2 separate regions of the Mus musculus genome follow, and region 2 is linked to region 1. Evidence: chromatin contacts called from public HiChIP or PLAC-seq data. All regions are on one chromosome and are shown on one strand. The core of a region is the stretch at or near the end of the contact, and the rest is flanking DNA. Distances in the headings are between cores, read along the strand shown. Region 1 holds the start of Gzf1 (GDNF-inducible zinc finger protein 1). Region 2 overlaps Napb (N-ethylmaleimide sensitive fusion protein attachment protein beta).

Region 1 (7,732 bases), core at 4,328-6,827:
GTGAGTTCCAAATCAGCGTGGTAGACTGCCAGCCTGTCCATGATGACGCTACACCAAGCCAGACCACCGTGCTTGTGGTCATCTGTGGAACAGTGAAGTTTGAAGGCAACAAACAGCGGGACTTCAACCAGAACTTCATCTTGACTGCTCAGGCGTCACCCAGTAACACGGTGTGGAAGATAGCAAGTGACTGCTTCCGGTTCCAGGACTGGGCCAGCTAGTGGGGGTGACCGAGGCATCTTAGCTTAAGCCCAGCTCTGCAGAGAAATGCCAGTCTCAAATCTCAGGATGTGGAGAACACAAGTTCATTTTTGTTGTCACAGCAGCACTGCAGACTGGATGTTGGACTCCCAGAATCCCCTTCCTGGTTATATACTGGTTTGTCATAGTTGCCTTTTAAAAGTAGTAAACTTTCTATTTTTCTACTTACTCAGTAGAGACCCTGTTTCTGGAACTTGACAAATAAATATGTTGCTTTTCTGCCTGATATGTCTAAATCTTGAGAAGGGTGGAGGAGTGTGAAAGGCAGACAACATGGTAGGAAGCACCTATAGAGGTGGGAGGCTGAGCTCCTCCCCAGTGTGAACTTGGGGGAATCCAGACCTGTGGGTGGCAGCCCTATCCTCACTAGAATCCTTGAAACATTGGGAAGCACCTGTCCTGTGCCCACCCTTAATGTGTGGTGTGTATACATACACACATATATGTGTATATTATATGTATATGCACCTGACAGTTGGCTTTGCCCTTGACACCTGAAATGGGAGTTAGTGATGTGAAGAGTCAGCTGACAGCTAAACACTGCTCCTACCAGAAGTGCAGACGCTGGGAGGGAATGTCAGAAACTGTAAGTACAAAAGATCCACCTAAAACTTCAGTCTGAGTTGTCACTTGATTTGACGTGATTAAATTCTGGCCAGTGAAGCCCAAAGAAGCTGATTGATTGAAATGAGGAATTTTGCATCAATAAACCTACACTTCCTCTCCCTGGCTGCTAAACCAACTGGTTATGCCTTCATCTTGGGCTACAAGACAATCTGGCCTTGCCCTAGAGTTAGAGTCCTCATGTAGTATTCTAGTGTAGACCTAGTCCACCTATGATAGAACCTATGTCTTGGCCCATCACACCCATGAAGTAACAGCCCCAAAGCCACATCTAGAGCAGTCAAACCAGTACTACAGACTTGGTGACAAAATGAGACTCAAGGCATTCAGGCTGAGATGCTATTAAAGTTTATGAAATAGCAAAGTGAGGTTTCCACCATGCTGAGTTGACCAAGATCCTAGAACAGTAAACATGGCCCCTTAGGAAGAGACACAGGGAAGAAGAGTGGAAGAAACAGTTTCTGAGCTTTAAATATCACACATTGTCCCCCAAGGGTGAACTTGATACAAATGCCCTGGAATCAAAAGAATTAAATTTGTTAAACTCTACCCTAATTTTCCAAAATTGCAAAAACAATGATGTTGACCTCCAGGTTCTTGATTTCCTGCCACTCTGGGGATGTATGAATATGAATTAACACGGTTCTCAGAGCTTTGCTCAATATCCATTCCACAATCCACTCTAATTTCTCTCTTGCTAGCATCCTCCAATTCAACCTTCTGCTCTCCCCCAGGTTCTTGTCCCCTACACCCTACCCTGTCAAGGTTCCCTCTCCCTCACCCCCTCCCCCATCCATCAACCCACCTTTTCCTTTGCTGTTCTTATCCCTGCCCTACGAAAATGCACTCCACACATAGGCCACAGGCAAACACTCTGCAGTCAACACTAGGCTCTCTCCTGTTGGACCCAGCACACATAAGGACCTGGAGAAAGTACTCAGCAAGAAAAGAGGTACCTTTTTCTGTGGCAGCCACATTTGTTTTTAGAACAATAAAGGCAACGTTTGCTTCAACCACAAATCTTCATTTGTAGTCTATTTCAAGTTCCCTTTTAGAATGTCTGCTAAATTGAGAGGTCTGGGTTCTGCTCTAACCTCTATTTTGCTTTAACAAAGACAAGATTTTTTGTTTTTTTAGTGCTACCTTGTTGGAAAATTGTGAAAAGTCTTTCCTTCTAATTTTTTTCCTGGGTGATTACCAAAAACACTTGTGTGAAATGGCTAAAGATGGAGTGTATATGGGAGAGGGGAGCGGTTAAGTGATAATGTGCCCAAATTTAAAGCAGGTAAAGACTTGTGGCCTGTTAAAACTCAACTCTCGAGCTGACCCATAATTGACGCACTGTAAAGTAAACACACTGGCTGGATGTTGGTGCCTGGGAACCGCACAAGAAAACTCGCCCACGACAACGCCGCGTTGTTTCCCCGTCAACTCCCACGCCCGCCCTGTTCTTTCTCATTCCTTGCCTCCGATAGCTTCCAGCGCGGCCGCGTGGTAGCAACTGCTGCTCTGCTTGGTTGGATGTCAGGACCGCACAGCCTCTCACTTCTGGGCTAAGATCACTATAGCGCCATACCTTTAGGACTGGGGTGGGGTGTCACGTCATCACCACGCGACCACCCAGAGCCAATTACAAGATGGTTCCCCGGGAAACTAGGCGGCAAGCCAAGAGACCTGGGCCTCAGTGGCTGCCTGAGTCTCCCAGTGTGAGGGACAAAGCGCTGCGGGATATCAATCCAACAGTGGTTGCGCGCGATGGAGAATTTGACCCTACTCATATTCTAATGAGAATTGTTTAGTAGCATTCTTTATCTGCTGGTGATTTCTTGTTGGTGAGGTTTTGGCTCTGTGTTGTCTTACCATTGCTTGGGGATAGTTTCAGTCCCTTGGCACAAAGAAGTGTATGGGTCAGATATGTAGTTCTAAAATCCGGGATAATCTGAAGAAAGGGTAAAGCAATGATTTACCGAGGGGGGATGAAGTGAGGTCAGCAGAGTCAAGCAGGAGTCTGAGCCAAGTACAGGGGGCACAAATGAAAAGTGGTGACCAGGATTTAATCCAGACTTTAGTTACATTGGTGTAGAAGAAACTATGTGATAGAATTGACGTTATAAAAATGATTTACTAATAGATTTTTCAGAGAAGGCATTAAATCACACAAGTGGAATTTAGCTAAAGGAGTTACCTCCAAAACACCCCCAAAGATAAGTAGTAGTATATTAATCAGGCCTGTTAGAAGAAAAAATTAGGATGTTAGGATGCTCAAATGTGTGTTCACCACAATTGGCTACAGCCTTTAGATCCATCCCCAAAGACATGTGTAAAAGGCAGCTCAAGGTGTGTGTGTGGGGGGGGGGGATGCAAGATTACAACCATCATTAAGTCCCCTGTACTGCCCCTGGGTAACAACCCTTCAACAAACAAACAAACAAACAAAACAAAACAAAGCACCAAAAACCAAACCAAAACAGTGCTACAACAAAACTGGTGTACTTAAAACAATTCTGACAAAATGTTGTATCTTTGCTGTGTAAATCTACTATTTGCCTAAGCAGCCAGACTTTCAGTCTCCTTTCTCTGTTAAAATTGTTCAAAGTGTAACCTGGGGCCAGAACCCAACAGGGACTTAAGGATGAAAGCCTATGTAAATGCATATGCTTAAAGCAAGCTAATAAAACCTTCCTTTGGTTGCGCCTTAGCTCTAGTTGGCCAGGCACTTTAGCCTGGTAGCTACCCACTGATGTGTGTAGATATATAAGTGTAGATAAATGTTAAGTGTTGCAGCTCTGAAGTGAAAGACTTGCCCTATAGAAATGTCACTGCCTGCTCTGCTGGGGAGACTGGGAGTCTAACAGCTGTCTGTTCTCTGTTCTAGGGAAAGTGTTACAGCTCACTGCACAGCAAACCTCACATAGATTTCGTTAGAAAACTCCAGGAGTAAAGCTGCCTCTGCTCCAGGCTCCAGGGAGAAGCAACAACAGTGAGCTGAATCATAGACCGGGGGTGGGGGATGGGGGGTGGGCGGGCGGGAGGAGCTGTTATACCGGATTTCTTAGGGGAGGAGCTTTTCAGGGCAGAGATTTCCGGGGTCAGGATTTCTGGGATTTCAAATCCTGAGCTTGGGGAGCTCAGCGATTGGTGAGTTTTCCTGCTCAGGGATTGGTGGCTTTTCCCCCACACCCCTTTTGTTCACTTGGCCCATGGATCTGGATGGGAAAACTATCCATGCCTCAGGCGGCTTTGGCTGAGGTGACATCTCCCAGAAGCCAGTAGTGGGAGACAGAAGAGGAGGTGCGGTTGTCAGGGCAACTCCTAATTGCCCCCCACCCCCACCCCACCCCCCTGCTTAGGAACGACAATATATACCTTTCCACCAGTCCAACTAAATGCACTCAACTTTCATCCCACAGAAATGTCGGGGCCCCTTGCTGGTCCAATAAAGCAGTCTCAGCCTGTTGAGCTAGAGTTTAAATACTTCTGTCTCATTTTTCGTACACATAGATTTCCCTTTTGAATATGCTCAGTTTATTCACACAAACACTCCCTATAATACCATGCTATTATAAAGATTAAGGGACTCCCAGCTCAGGGTTGGTTCATCAGCATATCGAAGCCTGCTTGGCTCATAGGAGCTGCCATGTGGTTGGCTCCATAACACATCTTGAAAACATTACATTATTTCAAATCACACAAAATGGTTTTACTTATATTCCAAACTGGGTTGTAAATCGAGATTTCATTCTTCTGTGTAGCAAAACAGTTTATGGCTTATCACACACACACACACACACACACACACACACACACGTGTATTCCAAGATATAATCATCAATATCTATTGAAGTCATAGTTTAAACTAACTTCACCTTGTAAGAACTTTTATTTCAGGTAATTGGCTTAATTCAGTGGCTAGATCGCCTCTTTGCAGCAGGAGCTAGTTAAAAGAACAAGGCATTTGGGAAGTTGAAGGAGCTATCAATCTCGTGGGCATTTCTACTTGAAATAGCCGGCTTCCACCCTAGAGAAAGACACGGTCTGTATTAAGACAGAGGCCAGTTAGTTTTCTAGAGGATTAGATATATTTTAAAGGGAGGAAAAAGCACTGTTTCGCTAAACTAAATGTTCAACGAAAGAAGTGACCAGAGACATTCTATTCTCAGCAAGAAGAGGTCTAGCTGGCTGGTGGCAGTAGGGAGGCGACTTCGTAAAGCTTTAGCAGTAGGTGGAAGCATGATCAACATTTACCGGGAACTGGAAGTGTCAGGCAGGATTTTCTAATGACCAGGTTTTAATTAAGATCATGAGTGGGATTTAAAGCGGAATGATTCAAGAAATACAAAGCTGCGCCAGCCTTCCCATCCCACCCCGGCCGTGCCCTACGCCAAGACTTGACCCACCGAGGCACCCCGGAAGGCTAGAAAAATCCTGCTTCCAGCAACCTGCTGACCAATGCCTAGCTGCGCAGCTGGAGCTTGTCCCAACTTTGTCAAATAGCTCTGCCCCCAACCACTGCGGTGTTCTGCGCAGGCGCGGCCTTGGATAGACGCTGGTGGTAAATCCGGGATCTGCTAGCTAGGGGCCCTGCTCAAACTCACGTAAGATCACGTAACCAACGGCCGGAACCGCCTTTGCAGCTGGAGGTGCGCGCGCAGCGCCTTCCTAGCCTACGGGGGGCGGAGCCCACTAGGGGGCGGGGCGCGCTCGTGGCGACCAATCCGCGGACCCTGCGGTCCGCTGTCCCTGCTGGCCTGGGCCAGGGTACGGGTCCGTGGAGGCACTGGCTAAGAGGTGAGCGTGCTGCCGACTGGTTCGTCTTCTAGGCTGTCCTCTGTCTTCTGTCCCTTGGAGCGGCGGGCTGTGGGGGATGTAGGCACAGGACGGGGAGTACGGGGGTGCGGCGGGACAGGCCGAAATGACCACGCAGGCTGGACTCTGGAGGCCGGAGGAAGGGCTGGACCTTGCCGCCAGAGTTCATTCTCCCTGCGGCTTTGGAAGATCATCGGTGGTCCGGGACTCGGGGTAGCCAAGGTGGGGTCAGAGGTGGTGCAGTCAGAGAGGCCACCGACACCGACCTTTATTCCCTGCCTGAGAGCCAGGATCCCTCTAGGGTGGGCAGGCTGCGGAGAACAGCGTCTCCTGGAGGCCTGGCCTGGGAGTCCCGACCCCGGGACTACTAGGCGACCTTGGTGAGGAGGCTAGGCCCACCCTGAGACGGCCGAATGCCAATGAGTTACAATGGAACACAGCTGTCACTAGACCTCAAATAGCCGCTCGCTATGACCGGTGTCTGCCCCCAGGGGAGGTAAACAGGGAAATCTGCTCAGGGCCTTCTTGGCTGATGGTGAAGTCGCTGCCAGATCTCCTGGAAGAACTTCGATTTCCCTTGAGGGACCAGGGCGAGGTGTTAGGAAATCAGGCTGGCCGTATGGGCATCGGGCCAAGAGGGGTCTTCAGCTTTAGTCTTCAGGCTGGGGCCGGGGATTCTGAAGAGCATTGGCCCTTGAGTACTTGCCTCTTGTCTCTCTCATACCAGTATTTCCTTTATTTAAGCTTCCTCTGTAGGTAGGTAGTGTTCCCTGTAGAGTCCCCTTTAGTCAACATGACATTCCACAGGTGCCAAATTTACAATTGCACTCTCTAGGAGTCTTTTCTGTGTTTGAGACTGGAGATTTTGGGTAGTGGTCTCTTGAATGAAATGGAGAGGCAATGGCAGATCCAGGTAGACATATGGAATCCAAGGTGATGTCTAGCGTCAGGTGAAGGAGATCTAGGAATGCTCTGGAGGGTGGAGACTTGGAGACCCATGTAAGCCTGGAAAAGGAAGTTAGATTCAGAGACAGAGGACTCTGAGAAGAGTGCACAAAGCAGAAGACAGGAAGTTGGGCTAGCATTTTGGAATCCAGGACAGGAATCTTGGGGGATATGTTAACTGCAGGGGAATAACCTTTCATTTGGTGAAGCTGGAGTTGAGGGGGTTGTTGACAAACTATAGTTGAACCAAGACGGGCATGAGGCTCCGGTTCAAGATGCCCATCAGCCAGCTAATCATACTGGCCTGTCACCCGTAAGATGAGATGTCCTTTACAGGTGTGTAGGAAGCCCACCATGAACCAGCAAAGGTCAGACAAGTTGGAAGTGTTTGCTATGTTGTGTTCCATAAAGGCTCAGAATGGCTGGGTCTTCAAGAGGAAGAAGTGAACGTCCAGAGAAGCTTCCCACTTGCTCAAGGTTACACAGTTTGTAAACGCTCTGGAACTTGAATTATTTCAGGAGAGCAGCTCAGTTTACCTGGTGTTTAAGGACATTGCAAATAAGGATGGGTTTTAAGCTATTTTTCTAGGAAGTGCTGTTTTCAGTGGTAAAAGTGATTATCAAATAACAATTTCTTGCTCAAAAAAACCCAACTAGATGTAAATTTTCCTATACTTTGGAATATGTCTTTGAGTAGATTAGAAAATAACCTTGATAAGCAAATTACTGCCTTAATGAGTTTCACTAAAGGTGAACTTATCATTTGTGCTCAGCACTGGGGGAAGGCTTGCCAGTATTGTTTTCATGAGAATATTTCTCATGAAAGCCTTTCTGGGACTTTAGAAACTGATAAGAAGTGAAGTGTAATTGGACTCTGTGTTCTATATGTGTTTTTTTTTTTAAGATCCATTTTGTTTTTAATACTATGCACATTTCTTTGTTAGGGTATGTGCAAGTGAATGCAGGTGTCTGAGAAGTCAGATCCCCTAAAACTGGAGGTAGAGCAGTTGTGAGTCACCCAGTGTGGGTGCTGGGATTAACCTTGGGTTTTCTGCAAGAACAGCATGTACTTTTCTTAGCTGCTGAGCCAACTCTT
Region 2 (7,808 bases), core at 742-3,241, 39 kb after region 1:
GTTACAATGACAGCATTGGCTGTGAGTGTGTTGATGGAAGAATCTGTCCACATCACTGTTTTTTTGGTGTTTTGTTTTGTTTTGTTTTGTTTTGTTTTGTTTGCTGCTCCTGGTGGTTTTACTGTTGTTGAGTTTGCTTTCTGTTTTGTTTGTTTTTCGGGGGGGGGGGGGGTTGCTACTGATGTTTGTTTTGACACAAGGCCTTGCTCTATATAGGCAAGCCTTAAACTCAAGATCCCCCTGCCTCTCCAGTCCTAGGATTCCAGACATGCAGTAGTGAGCCCAGCTCCACATAGCAATTTTTAATAAGCTGTCCACGTGTTCCTCAAGGTAGCAAGCAAAAATAGAAAATATTGAGAAAGGAGAGACAAATCCACTCACTCTCTGTTTAAAAGTATCTCTGCCATAAATATGAAAAAGGAAAGAGGATAAGAAAGCCTGAAAAAGTCCTAAGAAATCATACTATTACTATTAACTATCTTCCCTAAAAATCTATAATGTATATATAAGTCTATATAAGTATGTATAAATTTACATGAAATTTTCTCATCTGGGTTGAAAGTGTTCCCTCCAAGAGCCAAAGACGATACAACAAAAATGTCTAAAACTCGGCATGAAAAGCCCTCTTTTGAGCTATTGGTTGGTCAGTATCTCAAATACTACAGGCTATTGATATTGCCACTGATTGCCTCCAAGGGGTGCAAGTAAAGTCTCTATTGCTGAAGACACCTGAGCTGGAACTGACCTGAATGTCTCCTCCCTGAGGACTAGCGTTTACGGTACCAAAAAGCACCACGCAAGCATCCAAAGGAGGAAGACAAGCAACAGTCCTACTCAGCTATGATGCCTGTGAACCACAAAGACAAACCAGCAACACTATAACCCTAGGAGTGCAATACTAGCACTCATACCATGGCAGCAGCCAACAGCTCTCTAATTAGACGTAAGACCTGCTCAACAAGAAGGATATCTACCTGATAATGGAAACCTTGCCACTACCCAGGACTAGTGAAGTCATAGATCTTGAAGGAGCAGCGACAACCTCCACTTTACTAAACAGCAAAAACATAACTTGTACATTCTAAATGTTTGTCCTTATACTTATAGATAAGTCTAGTCTTCATCACTCTTGAAGGAAACCTCTTTGCAACAAGATGGGGACCATTATAGAAAGCCATGACCAATAAGAACAAACCTGTGGAACCCAGTCCCAATGGATACACCTACAAAACAACTCCCCTAAGGCTCAGGGAACACTGAGGAAGAGGGGGCAGAAAGATTTTTAAGAGCCAATCAGGGAGCTTGTGTGAGAGTACTATCTCCTAGGAACATCAGAAGCTATAACCATAAAGTCTCACCAACATCACAGCCTAAACATGAGCTGAATAAAAATAACAAGAGACACACCCAAGTAGACGAGGGGGTAAAGCCCACAAGGTTTCAACCCTTCACAAAGAACTACACGCGACTAAGGAATGGGAGTGAGAGAAATAGTCTTCCCTAGGGAAGAATTACCAATTAATTATCCAATTTTAAATGGTCAGCCCTGCATGCATGCATGCATACATACATACATACATACATACATACATACATTATACAGACTAAGCAGGAAATGGGCCACTTGAGTGGGCCTTGATATTTATTGCTGGGCCCTGCTTCCTGTATGGTCTCTGCTTCCTGTTCTGTAGGTGAGGAGTCCCAGCCACATGATCCTGTAGTAATGAAACCACTTCCTATTACACCTCTACCATGATGGACTTCTCTCAAACCTCAAGCCAAATAAATTCTTAAGTTGCTTTAATAAGATATCCTGTCGCAGCAAAAAGTAAATAATAAAACATCTGTATCAGAAGTGGGGTTATTACAGTGATAAATCTGTTCATGTGGCTGATTTGCAGGAGAAATATGGAGGAGACTGGAGACACAGACTAGCAAAGCCCCAGAGAGCTATAAATAGAGATTAATGTGCTATTGCAGTGGGGGTAGGGAAGGATGATGATACAAATGTGAACAGTGAGGGTGTGACTCACTGGGTCTCAGAGAGAAACAAGGACTCTAACAGGAACAGGGCCATTTGTGGCACATTCTGGCAAAGAATCTGGCTAGGTTCTGCCCCATCCTGAAAACGTGCATGAGGGTGAATTAAAAAGTAATGGACTATGTACTTTGTAGAATTCCAAGACACAACAATATCCAGGCTACAGAATGGTCACTGCTTAGTGCTCTTAACCAGATTTAGGTGGACAAATAGAGTAGAAAGATCGGGAAAATATAGTTTCTAGAGGAAAGGAATATGAGCAGTTTGAAACCTGCGGGCAGCTGGGTGGTGGTGGCACCACCAGGATGGTGGTGGCTCACACCTTTAATCCCAGCACTTGGGAGGCAGAGGCAGTTGGATCTTTTCGTTCCAGGCCAGCCTGGTCTACAGAGCGAGCTCCAAGATGGTCAGGGCTACCCAGAGAAACCTTGTCACAAAAAAGCAAAATAAAAGCTGTGAGTTAACATGAGCTTGGAGAAAGCATCTGCCAAGTGTTAAAGAGACTACAGCCAAGAAAGAGAAATCACAGACACTGAGTAGAATACGAAAAGTGTCTTAGCAGGGGGTGGGGAGGGAGCATGGCTGCATACACCAAGAACTTCAGAACTTGTTGGAAAACCCTGCATATTAAAACTACTTTTATTCTGTATTGAAGTTCACTGAGATGTATAGACTTTAGATCTAGCTATTCTTGCTGAATGTTTTCCTCCTACAAGTGTTTTACAATAAAGCTTTAATAAAATAATTGTATATGTGCATTTGTGTGCATCAGACTTCAGGTGAGTGCATGGTGGTCAGAACAACTTTCAGGAATTCGTTCTCCCTTTCACCTCTTTGAAGTGGGGTCTCCCTTGTTTTTGCTGCTAGGCTGCATACTCCAGACTCGCTGGCCCGAGAGCTTCCAGTTGATTCTTATGTCTCTATTCCACACTCCAACTCATAGGATTGCTGGGATGACCGATGCATGCTACTGCAATCTAAGCTACTTAGTGAGTTTAAGGCCAGTGTGGCTACATGATGCTTTGGCTTGCAAAGAAGGATGGAGGGAAGGAAAGGGGAGGGAAGTAAGTTTGACAGAGTCTCTAGGGTATCTTGCTCTAACAGACCCACCTAGAGAAATGTTCTTCTAAGCTTAGACCACTGCAGCCATGGCCCAAGAGGAAAGGCTACATCCCAAGCAAGCAGAATCTGGCATTGAACACATGGTAAAGGTTTTGGAGAGATGAAAAATATAAGTAATGGGGTCATAGAGGCTTGCTCTAGAGTCTTAGAAGACGCTGCAACAAGGCAGCATGTGGCTAGATTCCCTGCAAGGAGGCTCTGAGAAGCCACTGCACAAAGCCATGAAAGTGAAACCTGAGTTGTAATGAGGACCTCAGGATAAGGGACAGCTGCTGTGGGATTACTCTTCATGTTTAGGAGCCTGCCTAAGGACTAACTACCAGGTTCTCAGCATCTCAGCGTGATGTGGCTCTTGTTACTATCTCAAAGTCCACTTAGTAAATTCTGACTTCTTTCTTCCATCCCCTGCTTCTGGTGCTGCAGAGGACCTGACTAAAACAGAAGTATGGGATAGATCTGTAGTTACCAAGGTTTGGGAAGGGTTACGGGCAGGAGAAGGCAGGGGGGAGGGGTAGGATGATTAACAGGTACAGGTATGTAGGTGATCTCATGGAAGAATGTCTCATGTTCTACAGCACAGCAGGATAAATACTGTTGACAACATTTCAAAATAGCCAGTGGAGATGATTCTTAATTTTCTCCACAGAGATATAAAAAGTATCTTGGGGTGATTAATTTTGACAACTGCTCTGGTCTGCACAACACAGTTAACATTGAAATGTCCCACTGTAGTACACTTATGTGCCATTTGAAAACAACATGTTTATTAAACAAGTAGGAGAAGGGAGATACTCTTTAAGATATTCCCAGGCCAAGGGAGAGGGGAAGCAGCAATCAGAAGTTCCTTCATTTTTCCATTAACTGATGGCAGAGCTCAGTGTTCAGCACAAAAGTCTAAAAGTCCAGGGTTTGGATCTTGCTCGGACCACATGCACGTAATACCATTCACAGCCTGCTCAGAGAGGCAGTCAGCTAGGAGACGAGGAGAAGCAACCAGGTTGGGTGCTAGCACATGCCAACAAAAAGATGCCTCAAAGCTCACTCCTGTATATTCAGATTCAACTTTCTGAGAACTTTTCATTGTTTCTGCTTATTTAAGGGGGTGGATGAGGAATCATGGATTTTCATGAAAGCAGAACACTCCACTCCACATTTAACAACTGGCTAACAAAAGTATTAATTGAGTTTAATTTCCTGATTAAGGTAAGAGGATAGGCATGGGTAGTTGAAAAGGCTGACTGGACTTCTGGCAATGCTCTGAAGCTCCGCCTTCATAGGAAGAGTATGCACCAATAAGAGCTAATAACAGAACGTTGGTTTAAAAAACAAACAAACAAACAAACAAAGATAGGTAAATACCTAAGAAAGCAAAGGATAGCATCAATTCAACTTCCAATCCAATTCCACACAACCGGATCTGACCAGTGACATTCTAAACCCATCTTCCCAGGTAGGTGGTGGCACACACCTTTAATCCCAGCACAAAGGAGGCAGTGGCTTGAGCGTGAGTTCGATGCCATCTGTATCTATATAGTGAATTGTAGCCAGAGCTACACAGTGAAATTTTGTCTAAAAAAAAAATTACCTTTATAAAATGTAATCTTTGACATGAATTTCAATCTTTATAAAATATTAATAACTGCTATAACTCCCAAGGGATAATGTTACCTAAATATAAATGTACAAACACAACCTGCATATAGAAAACCTCCACTCAAATGGAGGTAAAAAGAAACAAATCCAGTGTGCATGGCTCCTGATATAAGTTGGGAGGAGGTCTGTGGGCTAAGATTCAGGGAGAACCACTCCCCAGCAAGGGAGCCCTGACTTAGGAGCCCTAGGCCAGGCATAGACCTGAAGGGTCAGTGCAGTGCAGGTCAGGAAACTGAAAAAGAGTACCTTGGACAGAGCCACAGTCTCTAGAAGACTGCCTTTGGGAGAGAGGGAGGGAACTCCTTACCAGGAGGCAGAGCAAGGAGAGAAGGCAAGGCAAGCTGCAGAGATGAGTTCAGTCTTGCCTAAGGAAGGGGGCCTCTAACTATTGCTCCACGGTGCCACTCCTTCCGGACACTGTACCCAACTCTACAACAGCAAAGTCTCCTCTCCTACTACAGAAGCCCATGCTGCCACCTGCTGCTGCTGGCTGTGGGGCGCCACGGAAGTCTTGGGTGAATGTGTGATGTTGACATTGGTTTGGCTATGTCTAGGATCCAACATCTCAGATCCATGAGAAATTGGCAAAGCCTTCCCCACATGGGTCACCCTCATCCATGAGAAATTGGCAAAGCCTTCCCCACATGGGTCACCCTCAGAATGGGTGGCAAAGGCTTCCTACCGCCTGAAACTGTACAGAGAGCACTTACTAAGACTAGCAAATCTCTACTGTGTGCTGTACGCAGCAATCACACTGAGGTTCTGGGTTGTTGCATAGTTGGTACTCTCCATCAGAGCATGGCCCACCTATAGGTGTGTCTATGTGCCTGTCCTTTCTTCTTTTGCTCCTTGGGGCCCCTTATCAGGGTCAAGGGCAAGTCCTCCTGGACTCAGTGGGAGGCAGTCCAGGAGACTGACTGACTCCATGTACTTAAGAGTCCTCCAAAGAGGGAAGAGGAAACAAATGTTTTAGCCAGAATCTCGGAAAATTCCCAAGATACAAAAAATACCTGAATCCAAACACTGAACCAGCCAACCTTGTACTAAGGTCCACTGAGAAATCCTGGTAAGCTACCCAATTCCATAAATAAAGAAAATCTCTGGGCTCCCATATCAAAAGGCATAGGTGCTTATAAACCTAAAAAAAATCAAGTTAGGATTGGTTTCAATGCTAGCGTACACAGCTGACAGCTGAATTTTCCAAGAACTAAAGAGAGAAACAAAGTCACACTGCTATCAAATAGCTAGTTAAGCCATTTGTCATGTGCCACTAATAAAACCCCAAACTTCAGGTATAACCCTATAGGAGGAACAGCAATATAAACTAACCAGTACCTCCTGAGCTTGTGTCTCTAGCTGCATATGTAGCAGAAGATGGCCTGGTCGGCCAACATTGGGAGGAGAAGCCCTTGGTCTTGCAAAGATTATATGCCCCAATACAGGGGAATGCCAGGGCCAGGAAGGAGGAGGGGGTGGGTAGGGGAGCAGGGTGGGGGGAGGGTATAGGGACTGTCGGGATAGCATTTGAATTGTAAATGAAGAAAATATCTAATAAAAAAATTGTTTAGCTGGGCATGGTGGCACACGCCTTTAATCCCAGCACTCGGGAGGCAGAGGAAGGCGGATTTCTGAGTTCGAGGCCAGCCTGGTCTACAAAGTGAGTTCCAGGACAGCCAGGGCTATACAGAGAAACCCTGTCTCGGAACAACCAAAAACAAACAAACAAACAAAAGAGAACCAGAGAATGTCAGTGGGTGGGCACTGGATACATTTATTACAGATCTAAGACTAAAGGAGATAATGAGAAAGGTTAAAAAAATAAAAATGCAAAGGATTTTGTATTTGTCTAAATACAAATAGCAAAACTCCCACACCAAACCAACAAAAGCAGGCAGTGGAGGAAGGAGAAGGCACACACACGTTCTAGCACACGGGGATAGGTGTTTTAGAACAAACGAAATAACGAGGTCTAAGTAAGGAGCGGGAGCTGGACTATTTTTAAAAGCTTTATGTCATAAATATAACAGCTGAACAAACCACAAACATCTTATGTCTGGTCTACATAACTGAGTCTAGGCCAGCCAGAGGTAAACAGAATCAGATAAATTATAAAGTACAGTAAATCCAACAAAATGCTTCGACAGTTGAGAACCAGTCACATCAATATCACTTTCAGAGTTGCTCACAAAACAGAGCCACAGAAGAGGCACAGCTAATGTAAGTCTCTTCTGAAAGGCTTAGGATACAGAGCCAGAAATGCCCCAGACGGCAGAAGAGTTGCCTCAGCTGCTCTTACAGAGGATACAGATTCAATTCCCTGCACCTATATAAGGCAGCTCACAACTGTCTGTAACTCTAGTTTCAGAAGATCTGACATCCTTTTCTGGCCTCCTTGGGCACCAGGCACGCATATGGTGCAGACATACATGTAGGCTAAATACCTATCTATGTAAAATAAAAAAGATTTTTAAAAGGTGGTATAAAAAACATACACCAGAAGTTTAAGACCAGTCTGGTCTACATAACTGAGTCTAGGCCAGCCAGAGGTAAACAGTGAGACTCTATGTAAAATATAAAACAAAACCAGCACACAACAGCCAACTCCGTTATCTGTGTCACAACACAAGCTCAAGTAGCCCTGCCATCCTGTAAAGGCTTCTCTAGCTCAATTCACCCGCAGGACGGTTGTGATGTTGGTTCTTTCCTAAGGGCCCTCATTCTACACCCAGGGTGTCCCCTTCTTAATGTCTCAAGAGAATAAAGACTCGGCAGAAGCACAGGATAGGCCTGCAGTTCCAGGAGAAGTATATGTCCTTTCCACTTAACTTCCCCAGAGTCAGTCACAAAGCCATCACAGCTTGTGGGAAAGGAGAAGCCGGCTGACACAGGACACATGGCCACTGGAATGACTCTTTCTTATATAACACATAGTCACAACTTAGGAAATGTACACAATTTAAAAACATGTAAGACATGTTTAAAAACATCCTAG

The links. HiChIP or PLAC-seq counts read pairs in DNA pulled down with a chosen protein or histone mark.
Region 2: an H3K4me3 HiChIP or PLAC-seq map of bone marrow-derived macrophages shows a contact between it and region 1, with 2.9 times the contacts expected there. The contact joins the enhancer-like site here to the promoter of Gzf1 in region 1. A contact is called at or near these places in 2 of 15 datasets of contacts at CTCF or cohesin (CD8 T cells and the NIH/3T3 cell line), 9 of 484 Hi-C or Micro-C datasets (the Ba/F3 cell line, ECoMG myeloid progenitors, Th1 cells and 6 more), 6 of 115 datasets of contacts at active chromatin or transcription factors (the 230-238 cell line, bone marrow-derived macrophages and embryonic stem cells) and 2 of 9 other capture datasets (adipose tissue and pancreatic islet).

Annotation. Positions count from the first base shown.
Region 1 is chr2:148,675,543-148,683,274 of GRCm38.p6, forward strand. Gzf1 (GDNF-inducible zinc finger protein 1) reads left to right here and starts at 5,578. Exons shown (of 6, transcript NM_028986.3): 1 at 5,578-5,673. Gm46771 (a long non-coding RNA gene) reads right to left here and starts at 5,402. Exons shown (of 2, transcript XR_001783505.2): 1 at 5,283-5,402; 2 at 4,736-4,903. Nxt1 (NTF2-related export protein 1) reads left to right here. Exons shown (of 2, transcript NM_019761.6): 2 at 1-484. The coding sequence ends at 221.
Region 2 is chr2:148,717,785-148,725,592 of GRCm38.p6, forward strand. The region is part of intron 1 of Napb (N-ethylmaleimide sensitive fusion protein attachment protein beta); the gene reads right to left. Among named protein-coding and RNA genes, the nearest start is that of Napb, 11 kb to the right of the region's middle. Within about 2 kb of position 1,992, at least 42 of the 459 cell types and tissues checked have an H3K27ac peak or open chromatin away from gene starts, as enhancers often do. A contact at or near this core is called in CD8 T cells, the NIH/3T3 cell line, bone marrow-derived macrophages and 1 more, where this site is marked.